2 separate regions of the Mus musculus genome follow, and region 2 is linked to region 1. Evidence: chromatin contacts called from public HiChIP or PLAC-seq data. All regions are on one chromosome and are shown on one strand. Each heading gives the region's core, a stretch centred on a gene start, on an enhancer-like site or on the middle of the called end of the contact. The rest is flanking DNA. Distances are from core to core; before and after follow the strand shown.

Region 1 (5,531 bases), core at 1,168-3,667:
TCAACTTTTCACTGCTGTAAGGTCATTTTTGATAAAATTCCCCCAGGGAAATAACAGCAGGAACCTGAGTTTTCAGTCTGATCAGTATCAGTGGGAAATTTGCCATGTTGCTATTTGACAGCTACAAAAGCCATATTGTTTTTGACTGGGCGTTGCAGAGCCCAGTCAGTAGAGCCTGAACTCACTGATTCATCATGATTGCTCGGAGCATGCTCACACCGAATCTTATTTATGCTTCAAACTAAGTGGCTGAGAACTCGGAAGTCAGAGAAGCACTTGGTACAGATGCTCAACAGGATTTCTTTTCATTCACAACTGGATGACATAGCTTCTCTGTTTCTAGGGATCCCTGAAAAGTGGTGTTGAAAATCACCATCATTAAACACTCTTGTAACATCAGCAACTGAGTGAGCTTACCAAAGTGGGAGAGGGACAGACCAACGGCCAGCCTCTCCTCTGCAAGCACGCATATTATTGTATAAGGCTGAAAGGCAGATGGGCAAGGGAAGGTAGGGTGAACGCTTAGATCAGGAGGAAGGAAATAAAAGGGAATAGACTTTCTTTTCTTTCTTCTTTTTTTGAGAGAAAGAGAGAGAGAGAATTATTGTTAAGTGACCTTTAAATTTGAGATCCTTTGGCTTCATCCTCCAATATGCCAAAACCACAGGACTGCCCATGTCTGGATGAGGCTTGCTTATGTCTTATTCTGAACATAGGAGGTGTTTGTGTAACTGTGTGGCCCTTGTTTGTTAAGAGTCTATTGTGCTACAGTAACTAACACCAAGCTACTGGACACTAGCCTTCTTTTGAGCGTTGAGTTGCCAGGCAGGGTTCAGGTCAATCAGCTCACATCAGTGGAACCTCTTATATAAAAGATGTGAAATTAACCTTCAAACCTCGGGTCTCAGAAAAATGGAGTTCAAAGGGTGAATGTCTTGAAATTGTGGGTTTTTTCTTTTTTAGTTAAGAAATCCCTAAGTCTGTCTAGCTAAGTCTGTTTCTCATTAGACATATGAAGCAGTTAAAAAAAAAAAAAAGAATCAAACCTGCAGAAAAGAGAAATCCTGCCTGAGTCAGAAAACCAAGGAATAAAAATCCCAACTGTCACTTGTTGGCCTTGTGGCCCTGGCTTGCTTGCTTCCTCAGCTCACAAACTCCAACTTCTCACCTGGAAAATTAACTCCTGAAGGAGAAACAGCCCTGTTCATCCTCCTTCTCCTGCCCTGTGCTCTTCTCTCTTCAGCACAACAAAACTGGGGAATAATTACCTAAGTCCTGACAGCTACTGACATTCTCCCCAGGGCAAGCCAGATGTAGGAAGCAAGCCAACTGGGAGAGAGCCTCACGTTTGGGGGGGGGGGGCGGAGAAAACTTGACATCTCACATCATAGGGGGAGTGTTGGGAGTCTGATGTCTCTTGGTCCCATTTCACAATAAGAACCATGTGCTTCTCACTGTGTAGATGATTATTTAATTTTAATATTTCAGAGTTACAGACTAGTGATATGGCTCAGTGGATAAGAGCACTGACTGCTCTTCCTAAGGTCCTGAGTTCAAATCCCAGCAACCACAGGTGGCTCACAACCATCTACAGCTACAGTGTACTCATATACATAAAATAAATAAATCTTAAAATAAATATTTCAGAATTACTTATTTATTCACTTTATATACATAAAATTTATTGAAAATAGGTCCTTTTCATATATATGCATTTCGTATATATATATATATATATATATATATATATATATATATATATATATATGTATCTATTTATCTATCTATTACACATACATACATACACATATAGATTCTGATTACAGTGCCCCTCTTACTCCTCCCAGTTCTCCCCACCTTTGTTTTAATCTCTGGCCTTTCTTCTCAACTGGACCTCAGTAGCACTATTTTATTTATTTATTTATTTATTTATTTATTTATTTATTTATTTATTAGTAGCATTGTTTATAAAGCTGTAAGTTTGGACTGCCTACATCAGTACACTTCAGTTCTGGCTGCTCATCAGAATCCCTTGGGGGTGGAGCTTTTTCTGACCAGCTTTCGAGACTGCTTCCCTAGAGCCAAGTCAACACAAGTGGTTTTGAAGACCTGTTTCTAGCCCTGTGTAGAAAGCCAGGATCACAGGCTCTAGCTACTGAAAATCAAAGGAAATGATACTCCAAGGGGCAAACAAATCTTTCTTTTTCATTAGTGTTTGCACACAGTCTGTCTCATGCATGTTCTGAAACCCCAATCTAAGCCATCCACTAGGAAGTCAGACTGTGCAGCCTGTTGCTGGGCAGGGAGAACCACAGGCATGTTTGGAGCTTTCAGTTGTGGCCTAGGAAACGCAGGGAGTTTCTTGTTTGAAAAACACAGCTGAAACCTGGGAGATTCCTCAGCTGGGGGCTGCTGTGAGATGCTTTATGAGGTCTACCAGTAAGTGTGAGGATGTCAAGGGATAAGAAATCAACACTGGTTTCATCTTGAACCTAGAATTTTATTTTAACCCATGAACAAAGTGAGCTGCAGTTTAAAGAGGGGGAAAGCCGGGTGGCTGTGCGTTAAGACCATTTTCTACTGCTTCTTCTCAACTGCCCCTTCGCCTGTGTGTCATGATTACAGTTTCAAATAAAGGAAACTACAGACCACCTACATTAGTAGACTCCAACTCCAGGTAAGCATTAGACTCACCCACTGGGGTGTGCTTCTCCTCTTGGTTTCAGGCATGATGACTGAGCACAGTGACTTCTGTCATGTGTTTGCAGAGCTGCAGTTAACTGTGCAGGACTCAACAGGTGTGATCTCTGATGCAGTCGTATCTAGTGACACTCAGATCCTTCAGAACCTGCTCTGGGCACCGTCTCATGACTCAAAGAAAAGGTACAGCTATATTCTTTCATGTGGACTGAGAAAGTAGAACCAGGTTTGTTCAGAAAACCAAGTCCTACGGACAGAGAGAACAAAGATGCAGGAAGGAATATGACAAAGGCCCTCTTGCTCCCCTTTGCTCCCGAGTCCCATGGTCCTATCTGTTATTCTCATCTGAAATTTCATAATGAATGCTTCTATAGATAAGGCAGCTGAGCTTGTATTTGTTACTTATAGTCATAAACTCTAACGAGCATGGTCACTACATATGAGTTATAGCACTTGTCATACTCACAGGAGTAAGAAGCCAGTGTCTTCTAGACAAGCAAGGGACATATATGTAGATACAACCAGGAGAGAGAAGATCTGAGTATGAATCTATCTCTAGACTCTCACAAACACACGGAAATATAGGCTTCTAATTTTAAGTTCTTAAAGGTTACCAAGTTCCATTGCCAACAAGCTAAACAACCTTTGGGAAAGATTTTTGTTGTTGTTTTATGCTGTTAACATCTTCAACTCTAAGATGTCCAGTGTGGTCTATGAAAACACTGGCAGTCACTCTCTCAAGACTTCTTTCAACATAAAAAGCTATACTAACATGGCACTTAGTATCGTAGGAGTTTTCTGTGGAATTATTCTTGAAAGTATTGTGTACATTAGATGGAGTGCCCAAACAGGCTTGTGAATGATGAGTAAGATTTAAGTGCTTTTAAATTTAAATATGATAATTTTGAGTCTGGGGAGACAGAAAAGTTGGTAGTACTTTCAGTTCAAACGTGTGGATCCCCATCTAAGTTCAGATCCCCAGCATCCGTGTAAAAACATAAGGCGTTTGGCAGCACCTGCCTGTAATGCCAGCCCTGGCGAGGCAGAGACAGGAGGCTCCTGGAGCTCCCTGGCCTGCTAGTCTAACCAGTTGGTGAACTTCAAATTCAGTGGTAGTATCAAAAACTAAGGTGAATAAAAAATTAAGGAAGAATTTGCCCTCATACCCCTGACCGCCATGCACATCCGCTCTCATCCACACACGTGCACACGTACATAAACATGATGAATGTCAGCTCTGCCTAACTTTTCAAGCTATGTTGACTTTTCTTACATGCAAACAACCTTAGAACCAAACATTTTCAACTTCCATCTATTTCTGTGAACAAATATTTACTCATTTGGCAAATGTTTATTGAGAGCCACTGAAACGCCTGCCATTGTGTCGAGTGTTCTGCTCTTATGAGGTGAGCTGAAGTTTCCAGATATCTGGTAGCTCTGTCTCATTTTACGCTGGAAAGGATACAGATTCATACATGTGGTCACATGGTGTGGGCCACAATTGGGCTTGCTGTGTTTAAAACAAAATCATGAGCAGGCATGGAAGAAGTGGGGTGGTACAGTATACTTGAAGGCATGCTCGAAGAAGTAATGAGTTTAGCCCAGGGAGTACAGGTAGGGTGGGTCAGGGAAAAAGAAACAGAACTTTCTAGAAGGAGCAGCATACTAAATTATGGGTTTGAGAGCTTGAGACCAGTGCTCAAGAATCTACAGTTCTACACTATAGTTAAAAATAAAAACAAACAAACAAACAAAAAAACATTTCTCCCAGAGGCATCCGTTCATTGATTCCAGAGGTGTGCAGGAGCTGGGTGTGAGCCAGAGCTGTTGGGATGCTAGTATTTAAAAACTAATCAGGAACAATAACAATAAACAAAAGCAATGACGTCAGATTGATGGAGCCCCAGAAAAATAAACAAAACATATTAGAGATGAAGTTAAAGTGTCTTGCCTGGAAGAGTGGGTGGCTGAAATTAGTGAGTTAATGGTAAATAATGTGAACTGTGCTGTTGCTAAATGCCGCGTGCGTCAGGATTTACATAGGTTGACTCGTGGCTTCACATCACGCTCCATGAGATAAAGTTTATCATCTGTCTCAGAGAGATCTACTCTGTCGTGTCCTTCACCTGACCCCCTTCTCCCATTCACCATAATCTTAGATGCTCTGTAGTTCACTTATTAAAAACAAGTCTTTCTCATGAATGGATGCTCTATAATAGCAAACAAACAAACAAACAAACAAACAAAACCTTGTTTTCTTTACCACTGTGTTTCCCGCCATTTTATAGAAAGACATAATGTGAACACAATAAATATCAGGGATGAATAGACAATAGAAACCAAGGAACAGATAACTTGAAACAGACTAAGTAGCCAGGTGGTGTCAGGACCATGAAAAAATTACCTGAGTAGCTAAAAAGGCTTTCAAACTGGGATCTTGAGTTCACAGAAGGTACTGAAAACAGACGGACTACTAGATTTTCATGCCATTAACAAGTTTAAAAGAGCATGAAAGCTGGGAAGATGGCTTAGCAGTTAAGGGTGCTGGATGCCCTTCCAGAGGACCTGGTTTGATTCTAAGCACCTACATGGCTCCTAACAACCACCTATAACTCCAGCTCCAGGCAGTCTGATACCATCCTCTGTCCTCCTCAGGAAGTAGGCATGCACACACACAGTGAACACATGCAGGCAGAACATCCATCTGCTTGAAATAAAAAGAAATAAACCTTATAAACATACTTTTAAAAGAACATTGGTTCCATTGTTTTATGCATTCAAGTACTTAACAGTATTTACTAAGCACTTGGACTACAACAGGTGTTACGTCA
Region 2 (5,531 bases), core at 916-3,415, 96 kb before region 1:
CCCAGGTTTCTATTGGTCATGGGGTTGTACCACAGTAATAGAAAAGCAGACAAATACTTATGTCCTATGGAGACGGGTTGGAAGGTTATAGTTTAAAAGTTATGTGTTTGGTTTAGGGTAGACAGAAGGTGGAGTTATTATGGTTGATTTAAATTGTTAACTGGATAGAATTTAGAATCACCATGAAAGCAAATTTCTAGGCATGTCTAGATTAGCTTAATTGAGATGGGAAGACTCACTTTAAATTCTAGCAGTGCTATTGGGTGGGATTGAGCCCTAAACTGAGTAAAATGAAGGAAGTGAGCTAATACAAGCATTTTTTTATTCGCTGCCTTCTGGATGCAATGTGGCTGATATCTCCTGTTGTTGCTGCAATACTGCCCTGGGCATGATGGACTGTATCCCCTGGAACTGTAAGCCAAAATAAACCCTTCCTTCTTAAATCACTTTGTATCTTTTTATTCTGTCCATTTCATGGACAATGCTTAGGGGATATCCAGTAATAAAGTACTTCAAATTTTGAATAACATTCAGACTAGAGTGAGTCACACTTTCTTAGATATTCCCAAATGTTTTCCACCCAAACTGCATAGCAGTTTTTTTTTTTTTCTGACAAACTCTAATAATGGACTATGGTTCCCTAGACTGTATATTCTTCCTTATAGCAAACAGAGAAAGCCACAAACCTGATATATGCAGGTGCTTCAGGAGGTTTTTGCTTGATAAACATTGGTAACTGCAAAGCCAGAAGACCCTTGGTGTCACATTTTCCATTGGATAATAAAAGTTTTCATAAAACACATGTATGAATCTTAAACGAGTGAGTGTGTGTGTTTACTTTGGAGTATGTGTGTCAGAGTCCAGGAATTGAGAAGACTAACATTATTATATCATTCTTTCTTAGATAGAAGATTTAAACTCAATGGCTACTGAGAGTGCTTAGAGTACTTTTAGGTGTGACTATGTATGTGTTTGTGTTGTTTTAGAGTCTTCATTGGTGTCCTTAAGGGCTTGGTTCTAGAGAAAATGAAAATCCACAGATGCTCAATTCTTCTCTATAAAATTACACAGATTTTCATGTAACTTATACATATTCTTCTTTAGACTTCAAACACCTTTAGATTACTTATTTATGGTTATATAATAAAGTATAAATGACACGTACAAAGCTGTTATACTCTATTGTCTCAGAGAATGGCAAGAGAAAGCCTGTGTATATCTGCTATACTTTCCTGGTTTGTGGTTGGTTGAATCTACAAATACAGAATGTGGATACCAAAGGTGGACTATACTTATCTTTTGAAGATAACTACCTACATAGATATGAACCAAATCACTTGATATATACTATTTGCTTAAAAATCTATTAAGTGAAAAGGGAAATGGATAGGTGTACAGGTAAAATGCAACTTGTCACAAACTGATAATAACTGAAGCTAAGTGATGGGTATAACTAGGAGGCCTAAATCCAGTTTCTAAAATCCACATCAAGTGGCTCACAGCCATTTATAACTCCAACTCTAGGAGACTGGATGCCTCTGGCCTGTACAGACACCTGTACTCATGTACACATATCCATATGCAAACATACACCTATACACAATTTGAAATAATAAAAAATACAAATAAATATGAAGTCAGGCAGTGGTGGTACACGCATTTGATCCCAGCATCCAGGAGGCAGAAGTAGATGGACTTCTATGAATTCAAAGCCAGCCTGGTCTACAGAATAAGTTCTAGGGTAGCCAGGGCTACACAGAGAAACTCTGACCTGGAAAAACCAAAAATAAATAAATAAGTATCAATAAATCTTTAATAAAAGGAAATATTCTCAGAACTCAACTGCTTATTTGTGTGTCCAGTTCTGGAGAACATCAAAACTAAATCAGGCTGTATCTAAATATGTTGGGAAACAAGATGTTAAAATTTAGAACATTACAGGGTGTGGAATTTAGGGAAGACTTCAGAGTGTGGGTGTGGAAGCAAGGCTGAACAAGTTTTCAGAAGCTATTACAGATGAGGTGAAGACAATTCAGAGAGATTTTTAGTTAAGTGGATACTACATCTGAAATATCCACCTGAACCAGATATTAGTCAGCTGTAAAGGAATTTGAGATGCAGGTGTCCTGGAATGATGTGTGGGAGTTGAAAGCTGGGAATATTCCTTCAGCTGACCATGGCATGGCTGAGGTCATGTCTGTTGCTATGGATCCCATACTTAAAGCGAATCACTTCGTACTGCATGAGTCACAGAGTCAAATAATTCCCTTTCCTTAATTCAGTCGTTAAGGTTTCTAAAAAAAAAAATTCTCAGCATTAAATTATTCTGGTGAGAAGGAACAAGCCATCCATTCAAATCATATTTTACAGCAGATCTAGTATGTTTGAGGTAACACACACGCAGAGGAAAAATGGCGAGGTAGAGTTTTGCCCAGGAAACTAGAAGCCGATATGATCTCATAAATGTCAAATCACAAACTGAGGTGCACTTTAAAAGAGAGCAAGGATCTCTTAAATCACAGAGACTTGTTTTAGTTGGAAGAATTATCCAAGCAAATGGCATTCATTCAAAGCCATGACTATTGGAAACCAAAGGAAAGAAAGCATTAAAAGGGAATTTAAACAGGCAGTCATCGGATTGGCCAAGGCCTTGGTTTTAACTGAGTACAGCACACTAAATTGCTTTCATGGAGGATGGAATCTGTAGGTCAAGTCCCAAGGCAACAAAGCTGTCTTGGCCAAGAGGAAGACATTTCAATCTGATACAGATATTTGCCTTTCTTGGAGCATTTCTAGTGGTAGGAAAAGGAAGCCCCCACTCTCCACCCCCAAGAAAGATAGGAGATTTGTCGCCACCAGTTCCCTTGCCGTACGCATATACATTCCATTCCTCATGAAGAAGCAGAGTCTGTTCCCTGCTCTCCTTAAACCCGAGATGGTCTGTTGCTTGGTTGACTGTCAACATATGGCAGAAAAGACCTTGGATCTTTCTTACTCTCAAGCTCTATGCTCACTGACAGTTTTTACCTGTTGTATTGGGGTGGTAGCCCACCAATGAGAAGCCTAGACTGCTGAAGAGAAGCGGCATATCTGGAGAGCTGAGGCACTCGGAAAATGAGAGAATTAAGTGCCATAGGAGAGTCTTCAGGCACTTCAACTGCTATCTGATTGTCTTACATGAGAATCATCCCTCCAGCCCCAATGAACCCACAGGATCCCAAGAGTAAATCATGCACTAAGACACCATGCGTTTCAGATTTGGCCTAAAGCTTGCATTATGTTATGCTATTTGGGTTCCCAAAATTGCATGGGAATCCGCATTTAAGATACTGAAGGTCCCTGCCCGCAGTTTGTTTTAATTGGTAAATAAAATTGCCAGTGGCTAATGGCTGGGCAAGGAGATAGAGGCAGGACTTTAGGAATTTCGGGCAAGGGAACCAAGAGTAGAAGGAGTTAGCATTGCCATGCTAGGAAAGGAATAAGATGCAGGCTTGAGAGCTGTAGAAGACAATCATCAAAGAGCCAGGGAAGGGTGAATCCAGTTCCCCCCCTCCCGCCCCCGTTGGGTCTAGGGTAATAAGGATGGAATATAGATTTTAGAAAGTAATAACTCAGGAGTATCGGCGGGGAGGCGTTAGCAATGTGGAAGTTTGGGAGTGGCCCTGCCATTAAGCTGATTAAGACATATTAAATATAAGGCTGCGAGTGTGTGTCTTTTATTCAGGAATCTACAACATTGGGACAGGTAGCAAGGAACTCGCGCCACCGCCACTGGGGATATTAAAGCAGACTAATCGTCTACTGCAACAAGCATGTTTTAGGATTGATTTAAGTTGTGCCAGGGAGATGTTAGTGAGCCCCCAAAACACGAATCTGAGCTGATCTGATGATCTGATGGAACTCACAGCAGGGTCTTTATTCTATTCAAGCTAGCTCTGCCCCAACCCCCACCCCTGTCCCCAATGCAACTGCTATTAGGCAGGACGGTTTTAGTGGTGGGGGAGCCCCCAATGCCTATCAGGCAAGGCTTTATAGTAAGCAGCAAGCAGGGAGTACCTGTGCAAGCAACTAATTGGAAAGCCACTGTGGCCTTTAACATAATAGGCTGGTGCTGGGAGTCATATCATAAGCTTAATTTCTGCTCCCCTCTACACTGGTGGTCATTAGGCAGGGGGTGGGCTTGTAATCTGGGGTGCAGGCTTTTTTGGGGAATAACCTGGAAACACTGGTCTTGTTGAGGGTGTAACCTGGAGACACTGGTCTTGTTGGGGATTAGCCTAGAGACTAGAGCTTGGCTTGGGTTTTGTTGGGGGACAACTTGGAAACTAATGCTAGGTACCAGCCTGTTAGTTTACCTGAGTTCAAACTTAGCTCAGGTTCTTTAAAAAGGAGTCCGAACTAAAAGATTTGGCATCTTAAGTAACGACATCATTAACTCCAGGACCTATCAGGTGTGGTGTTTGTCTCCTCCCCCACAGATGCCTGATAAGCTGCACTGGAGCTAGACTGACATTTGTAGAACACAAATTTCATTGTGAAGTTAGATGTGTGTAACATGATAGTGGGCAAAGGAAGACTAATGACTATCGAGTTTTCACTATAAGCTAAGAGCAATACCATGCAACTGGATATGTGCCATTTTGTTTCACTCTCCAAACAAGCATGTAGAGAAGTGGGATCCCCATTTTAGAGGCAAGAAAATTGAGAGGTCACAAATTTACTGAGGAATGGAGTCTACCTTATGGATGCTTGACTCCAACACCAAGTATCTTCCTTAAATACCACACAAGTCTCCTGGAAAGCTGCTAAAAAGTTTCTATAATATTACAGGGAATTCTTTTGTGGATATATACCATATTTAACATTCTCTTATTTTATTGTTTTACAGTTATAGTAGGTATTAGTTATTCGTTGCTGCATAACAAGTTACCACAAGAACCTAGTGATATTAAACAACAAACATGTATAACTCTCAAACTGTCTGAGGGTCAGGAACTTGGGCACAGCTTAGGAGGGTGTTCTTTTGCCTCACAGTTTCTCACAAAGTTGAAAGTACTGTCTAAGCTGCACATTCCCATGCTTGTCTGCACTGGCAGGATTCAACTGTGACCTTTTGGATTGTTCTCTTCTTAGATATTGATCAAAAGTGACACCCATTTCCTTGGCTTGTGGACCTCTCTGTAGAAAGAGAAAAGCAAGCAAGCAATGGTCCTAGAAATCCAACAGTACGGAAATCAGAGTCTTTCTATAACTTCACTTCAGACGTCACCATCTATAACTCTTATGTTAGAGGTAAGCCACTGGGGTGGGTCTGTACTCAGAGGAAGGGATTATATAAATGCATCGATGCATGACAGTTAGGATTGGTAAGATCTGTCTGGGTGCCTGCCGACTGCAAGAGCAGGACTGCTAGGCATGTGCTATAGTTCTATAGGTGCTATAGTAAGGAAAACTGTACCCAGATCCTGTGTTAAAGGGTTCGTGCTCAAGGTCATGGTGTGAAAACTGGTAGAACTTTCAGGAGATGAAGG

Evidence for each region. HiChIP or PLAC-seq counts read pairs in DNA pulled down with a chosen protein or histone mark.
Region 2: a contact with region 1 is called in an H3K27ac HiChIP or PLAC-seq map of embryonic fibroblasts, with 34 read pairs. The contact joins the enhancer-like site here to the promoter of Tm4sf1 in region 1. A contact is called at or near these places in 1 of 39 promoter capture datasets (3T3-L1-derived adipocytes), 1 of 15 datasets of contacts at CTCF or cohesin (the NIH/3T3 cell line), 4 of 484 Hi-C or Micro-C datasets (liver, nephron progenitors and pancreatic cancer cells), 3 of 115 datasets of contacts at active chromatin or transcription factors (a colorectal cancer cell line, embryonic fibroblasts and pancreatic cancer cells) and 1 of 9 other capture datasets (adipose tissue).

Annotation. Positions count from the first base shown.
Region 1 is chr3:57,298,874-57,304,404 of GRCm38.p6, reverse strand. Tm4sf1 (transmembrane 4 superfamily member 1) reads left to right here and starts at 2,417. Exons shown (of 7, transcript NM_008536.4): 1 at 2,417-2,677; 2 at 2,769-2,883.
Region 2 is chr3:57,394,230-57,399,760 of GRCm38.p6, reverse strand. No RefSeq gene overlaps it. Among named protein-coding and RNA genes, the nearest start is that of Tm4sf4, 28 kb to the left of the region's middle. Within about 2 kb of position 2,165, at least 14 of the 459 cell types and tissues checked have an H3K27ac peak or open chromatin away from gene starts, as enhancers often do. A contact at or near this core is called in embryonic fibroblasts and pancreatic cancer cells, where this site is marked.